Regions from separate parts of the Cyprinus carpio genome. Here region 2 is linked to region 1. A link is a contact called in public Hi-C data. All regions are on one chromosome and are shown on one strand. Each heading gives the region's core, a stretch centred on a gene start, on an enhancer-like site or on the middle of the called end of the contact. The rest is flanking DNA. Distances are from core to core; before and after follow the strand shown. Region 1 overlaps lyst (lysosomal-trafficking regulator). Region 2 holds the start of lyst (lysosomal-trafficking regulator).

Region 1 (2,880 bases), core at 108-2,607:
TAATTAATTAACGCTAGTGCACCAAATTAAAGTTAATATATTTATCTTAGTTGACATGGCAACATTTCTTATTTTTATTTAAAGTTTTTGATCTAACATTTATTTATATTGTTTTTTTATTTGCACTTCATTTCAATTAACAAATATGTTTCCAGTAGTTATAATAGTTGCCATATCAGCTTCACAGACAATTACATGGCAGATATAGATTCAACATTTACCAAATAATAAAATAAATACATACATTTTCTAAAATTATATATATATATATATATATATAAATATATATATATATATACCAATTTGTGTGTACAACTCTATAAAATATTGATTAAATTATCATTTTACAAAACGTTTTTAAAATAAGTTTGTCCCGATCAAAACTGTTGTCTCATCACATAAACCATTGAGCAGACCAAAAACATGTTTTACAGACAAGTTAGCGCAACGTTATTGACATTAAGCTATATCGCCCTAAATAATGTAAAATATGTGACTTTACAAAATCCTCAATGACATAGACTAGTAAATAACAGTAATATAGTGTGTTGTGTGGGGAAAGATGTGATGTGAAGTATAGTATAATAAGCAAAGAAAAAAAAAAAAAAAAGTTGAGTTTAGTATGGGAGTGTATTGGAGCATTTGAGTGTTTTAGAGTTTTTGTGAGGTTGGGATGGGGTGGTTTGTGACCTATTAGTAGAAACAGAAGGGCTATTCTGTTTAGAGAAGTGTGTTGTGTGGAGGGAATGTGGAGAATTTGTGGCTCATGCACAGAAACCTCCAGCAGCAGGAAGATCCCACGTTACCAGCAACATCACTTCCATACATAACTATCATTTATTTTAAATATTATTTATAAATATGTATTTACACTGGTTTTAGTGCTTCAACTTAAACTTCAGTTAGTTGCCAAGGCAACATTTTTAATTTTCCATTAAGTTTATGTTTTTCATCTAACATTTATTTTCAGCTGTCTTTCATTTAATGAATATGTTTTTAAAAGTTTTAGATTAAAGTAAAAAAAATCAGATTGTTCTGATGAAAAACAAAAACACTGTAGGGAAGGTCTTATGGGAACTGGTTTCATACCATTAAAGAGCAGCAGCGTGCCCATATCCCAGTGTGCACTTGGGCTGGCCTGCTCCTCTGAGGGGTGCTGATAGTGTCCAAGCATGCAGTAGGTCTTATTACTGTCCGATGACAAACTGGACTTCCTGGGCAGAGTGAAGTCTAGCGAGACGTCACACTTCCTGTATGTGGCACAGGAAGGCTTGATTAAAACATGATTCTGACTGCATGAGGAACTGATGTCTGCAGCCCTGGTTGAACTGCCCCTTTAAAACATCCACCAACCAACTGCAGATGCAGACTCACCGAATGCCGCCCACCCAGAGGGTCAGCTGACCGTGGATGTTCTTCTTGCCCTCGGGCTGCTGTGAGTACGTGAGAGCCAAGTGCTGCCACCTGCCTGCTGTCAGCACACCATCTCCAGACTCCGCCTGGGCCAGCAGACCCGCCTTCATCTCGTCGTTTGGATCGATGCAGATCCTGAACTCACAAATCAAGAGCCACTTTACTAATATAGCACTGACAACATTTACTTTTTGTCGCTTGTGCAAGGAAATGACCCCAACTTTGCACAAATAATCTTTCTATCTGCAAGCCAGTATTTTTCTTTACTGTTTTGAATTAGATTTTAGTTACAATTTCAGTTTTCATTATAATTTTAACTACATTTTTAGTAATTTTATTATTATTTTTAAATATTACTATTCAAGTCTAAAGTGGTGTTTTATACAACAATGGAGTGACTTTGCAGTGGAACATATACTGGCCTCATGAAACACCACTGTCATCCACTTTAGAGGAGTCTTTTTGAGGGGAAAATGTACTCGGTGCAACTTTACAGTTTTTGCACTCACCTGAAGGTAAAGGCTCCGGTGGAGATGTTCACCCACACCTGAAGCATCAGTGCCTTAGAGCCCATGGAGAGGACATGGAGCAGGCATCTGTCTGTCTGCTGCTCCGTGACGTGAGCGGGACCTTGCAGGGCCTCCTCTGCCAGAGACGACGCCTCTTCTGCAACACACAGCCAAACTAACTCATCAAACCTATTAGATATAGTGTGATGATGTTCATGGGTTTTTTGTTGTTGTTGTTGCTATGGTTAACTAAAACTTTATTTTCAGTAATAGAATAAAAGACAAAATTAATTCAAATAAAATACATTTTATATGAAAAACTTAAAATCAAAAATTAAAAATGTTGCCTTGGCAACTAACAAAGAAATATGTTTAAGCACTAAAATTACTAAAACTTAAATAAAATAAAGAAAAAATAAAATAAAATAATACAAAATAATAATAATAATAATAATATAATACAAATAATATTTAAAAAAAAATCACAACAGAGGAGTACACAACATTATGTAAAATTAAATTAAAAGAATAAGAAATATTGTCTGTAAATGAATTAATGATTAAATAATACAAACATCATATGAAAAACTAAACTTTAAAAAAACAAAAATTTTGCCTTAGTAACTAGCTGGAATAAATAATTTAAAGTTGAAGTACTAAAATGACGTAAACCTAAATAGAAATAATTGAAAGAAAAATATAAATAAATAATGACAATGACAGAAGCACATAACAACATTACTAAACTCAAACTAAAACTATTACAGATTATTGTCCATAATTGAAATAAAGCTGAAATTAAATAAACACACACACACAAAAAAAACAAACAAAAAAAAAATTGTAAACTAACCAAACTTGGCAACTAACCAAAACAAATCAAATCAAAAGCTCAAGTATTAAAATTACTATAACTGAAATAAAAAAGAAAAATAAACAGAACAGAAAAAAAAAGATA
Region 2 (2,880 bases), core at 153-2,652, 42 kb after region 1:
TGAATCAAATCTAGTACTTTTTTCTAGTAACCCAGCTCTCCCTAGTAAATCTACAGATCTAATAACTCAGAACTGGTAAATTAGTCTCTCTAGAAACCCAGAGCACTAGTAAACCAACAGAACTAGAGCTAGTAAACCAGAACTAGTAGATCTGTTTGTCTAGAAACCCTGAACACCCTAAACTAAGGCTACAGGTGTAGACACTATAGTTAGTCTATAGATGAAGATCTAGTAAATCAGAACTAGTTAATCTGTTTTTCCAGTAGCCCAGAACATCCTAGTAAACCTACACATTTAAATATAGTTATTCTTAAACTGTAACGTTAAATCTGTTTGTGTAGTAACGGAGAACGCTCAAGTGAATATACAGATCAAGAACTAGTCAAATCAGAACCAACTTAGTTAATCTGTTCGTCTAGTAACTAAACCAGAACACATTTGCGAACACACAGGTTTCAAACTTAATGTTTATTCCCGACTTCCAAGCAAATCTTTGACAAGCCCCCACATACAAAGTTTGCTCATCGTCTAAGTTAGTGACTAATTAAGGCTCACCTGCAGATCTGCGCCCTGCGCGCGGCTGTCCATGTAGTTGTCCCAGGCCTGGGACAGATCAGCCAGGTGTGAGCTGGCCATGTCCAGCTGACCAGCACCGGCTCCGGTTCATCCACAACAGTGACCGAAGCTCTAAAATCCAGCGGTGAAATCCGAGCTGCGTGAGCGGGAACAGCACGTCATTTCATTAGGTGTCCATTCGCGAGACGTGAAGTCCGTTAAATCCGTTACTGCCTACAGAGATGAAACAGAACTTTTGAATTCACGGCTGGCGCGAATCGGGCTCTGCACTGGATCTGTTCGCATTCAAGTCAGTTTATTCCAGTCTGGCTGACAGTTGCTGTCAGGTTACAGTTGCAGGCACACAAATGAAGCATTGATATTAGTGCGATACAAGTTGGGGCTTATATTACCCTCGGCGTCAACATCAGCGTGAATGAACCAGTAAAAATTCATTAACTACAAAAAAATGGTTCGTATCTGCAGAGAGAGATTGATTTTTGTTTGTGTGTGTTGTTTTGTTGATTTTTTGAAGAAGAAGAATATTCTGCAGCAGAGCTTATTATGACACTCACTGATTTAGTTTTGTCAAATATGAGGTAGAACGAATGCCAACCAGGCATGTTTAATCATCAAATCAATATTATACATTTGAACGCAAGGTCTGAGGTCTAAAAACAATGACAATTTACGTACCTCGTCTCCGGTCTTCCTTCTAACATATACACAAGCGATTTAGAAGAAAAAATGACATGCAAAACAGTGCAGGAAATAACGCCCACAAAACAGAATCCTAAGCGGCTATTGGTTGAGTGGACTGTCGATCATATCAGTGGCCTGTGAGGACGCTCCCTTTCGCCAAGCGTTCGGATGACGTCAATCGTGTCCCCCTTGTTAGGGCGGGGCTTCGGCGCTTGCGTTTTCGTTCCCGCTGTGGGCGGGGCTGACGTGATGACGCCACCGCGCAGAGGCTGCGGGGAGCTCCAGTCACGCACGATTTTAAGCCTGACCGCTGATCTCTGATCAGATTTGAGCCACTGTTCCATGACGTCACAGTTCTTTTGTACAGAGATTCATTCATTATTTAAGCGCTAGATTCAGTCCTCCTTTTCTTGTATTAAACGTCAAATATAACACAAATATTAATATACACAAGCAACACATTGAATACTGTATAACTAGTATCAGTATAAACAGTATTTACTGCACACCTCTATTTATAATATTTTTTGCACATTCAAGTCATAATAATATTTTGTTCTGTAATATTTCTTGTCCAGCTGTTGTATTTATCATTATATATATTTTTTCATTACCTAAATTTTTTTTATTTTAACTTTTATTTGAAATTTCCTCATACTATAAAACACACATTTCCTATCTATAACGTAAATGTATAATTTCATGAAATCTATTTTTTCAAGGTACCCATATTTATCGTTTCTGTTCATTTAATTTAAATGTATTACATTTCCAGTTACCTACTAAAATCCACAGAAATCTGCAGGATTTTTCAATGGCCAGAATACTTGATAACACAACTGGTAAATGTTACAAATGACAATACGGACATACAAACATTCATAACATAAATTAAAGAATGGTATGATTTATTTAGTGAAATAAATACAGTAAGAAAGAATAACTAGACAATTTAATAGTTTGTGCAGGGAGTTTTCTCCTGATTTCTAGGCAGCTGCTGCCCTCTGGTGGTTACTATTTTCTGTGAACAAGGACTTTTTTAAAATTATTACAAAATAAGTATTATAAAAACATAAGAATGACCAGGCTAAATAAACAAAATATGATTTTATTGAAAAGATGTGTGTGTAAACATTGATTTATGTCAGGCTATTTCACAATTGTATCATTTCTTTATCTTTTAAAAGAGATACTCTCAAGTATCAGGGTAACACTGTTAGTTTTGCTGAAAATTGTTTGAAAATTCACGAAACAATTCACAATGACCTCGTTAGCATTAGCTGCTCTTTAAAGCACCATGATCATATTTAAGGCACAGATGCATAATACTGAGTTGGCTTTATTGCATCTTTCAGACGAGACATGGTGTAACGGAAGCTTTCAGATCCAACTGCCATGTTCTTCATCGCCGGAGGTCTGCTCACGTCTCTTTGAATCTTCAGTTCCATCCTTCTCGCTCCACACAGCCCAGTCCCACAGCGTTATCCGGACACCTGCACGAGCGCCCAGCTGGTGTCGCCAGACAAAAGTGAGTGCAGCCGCCATTATTGCTGGAGCAGTAGTTCTGACCTGATGGGAACAGTAAGTATCTCAGCTGCAGTCATGGTACAAACATGTTGTTTT

Evidence for each region. A called contact is a pair of places that touch in the nucleus more often than the background predicts.
Region 2: a contact with region 1 is called in a Hi-C map of red blood cells, with 3 times the contacts expected there. The contact joins the promoter of lyst here to the enhancer-like site in region 1. A contact is called at or near these places in 5 of 8 Hi-C or Micro-C datasets (liver, red blood cells and skeletal muscle).

Annotation. Positions count from the first base shown.
Region 1 is chrB13:29,538,569-29,541,448 of ASM1834038v1, forward strand. It overlaps lyst (lysosomal-trafficking regulator), which reads right to left. Exons shown (of 54, transcript XM_042737589.1): 14 at 1,923-2,079; 15 at 1,375-1,548; 16 at 1,090-1,250. Among protein-coding and RNA genes, the nearest start is that of LOC109112147, 41 kb to the left of the region's middle. Within about 2 kb of position 1,358, at least 1 of the 8 cell types and tissues checked has an H3K27ac peak or open chromatin away from gene starts, as enhancers often do.
Region 2 is chrB13:29,580,310-29,583,189 of ASM1834038v1, forward strand. lyst (lysosomal-trafficking regulator) reads right to left here and starts at 1,403. Exons shown (of 54, transcript XM_042737589.1): 1 at 1,252-1,403; 2 at 556-789. The coding sequence starts at 636. It overlaps nid1a (nidogen-1), which reads right to left. Exons shown (of 20, transcript XM_042737590.1): 20 at 2,350-2,826. The coding sequence ends at 2,696.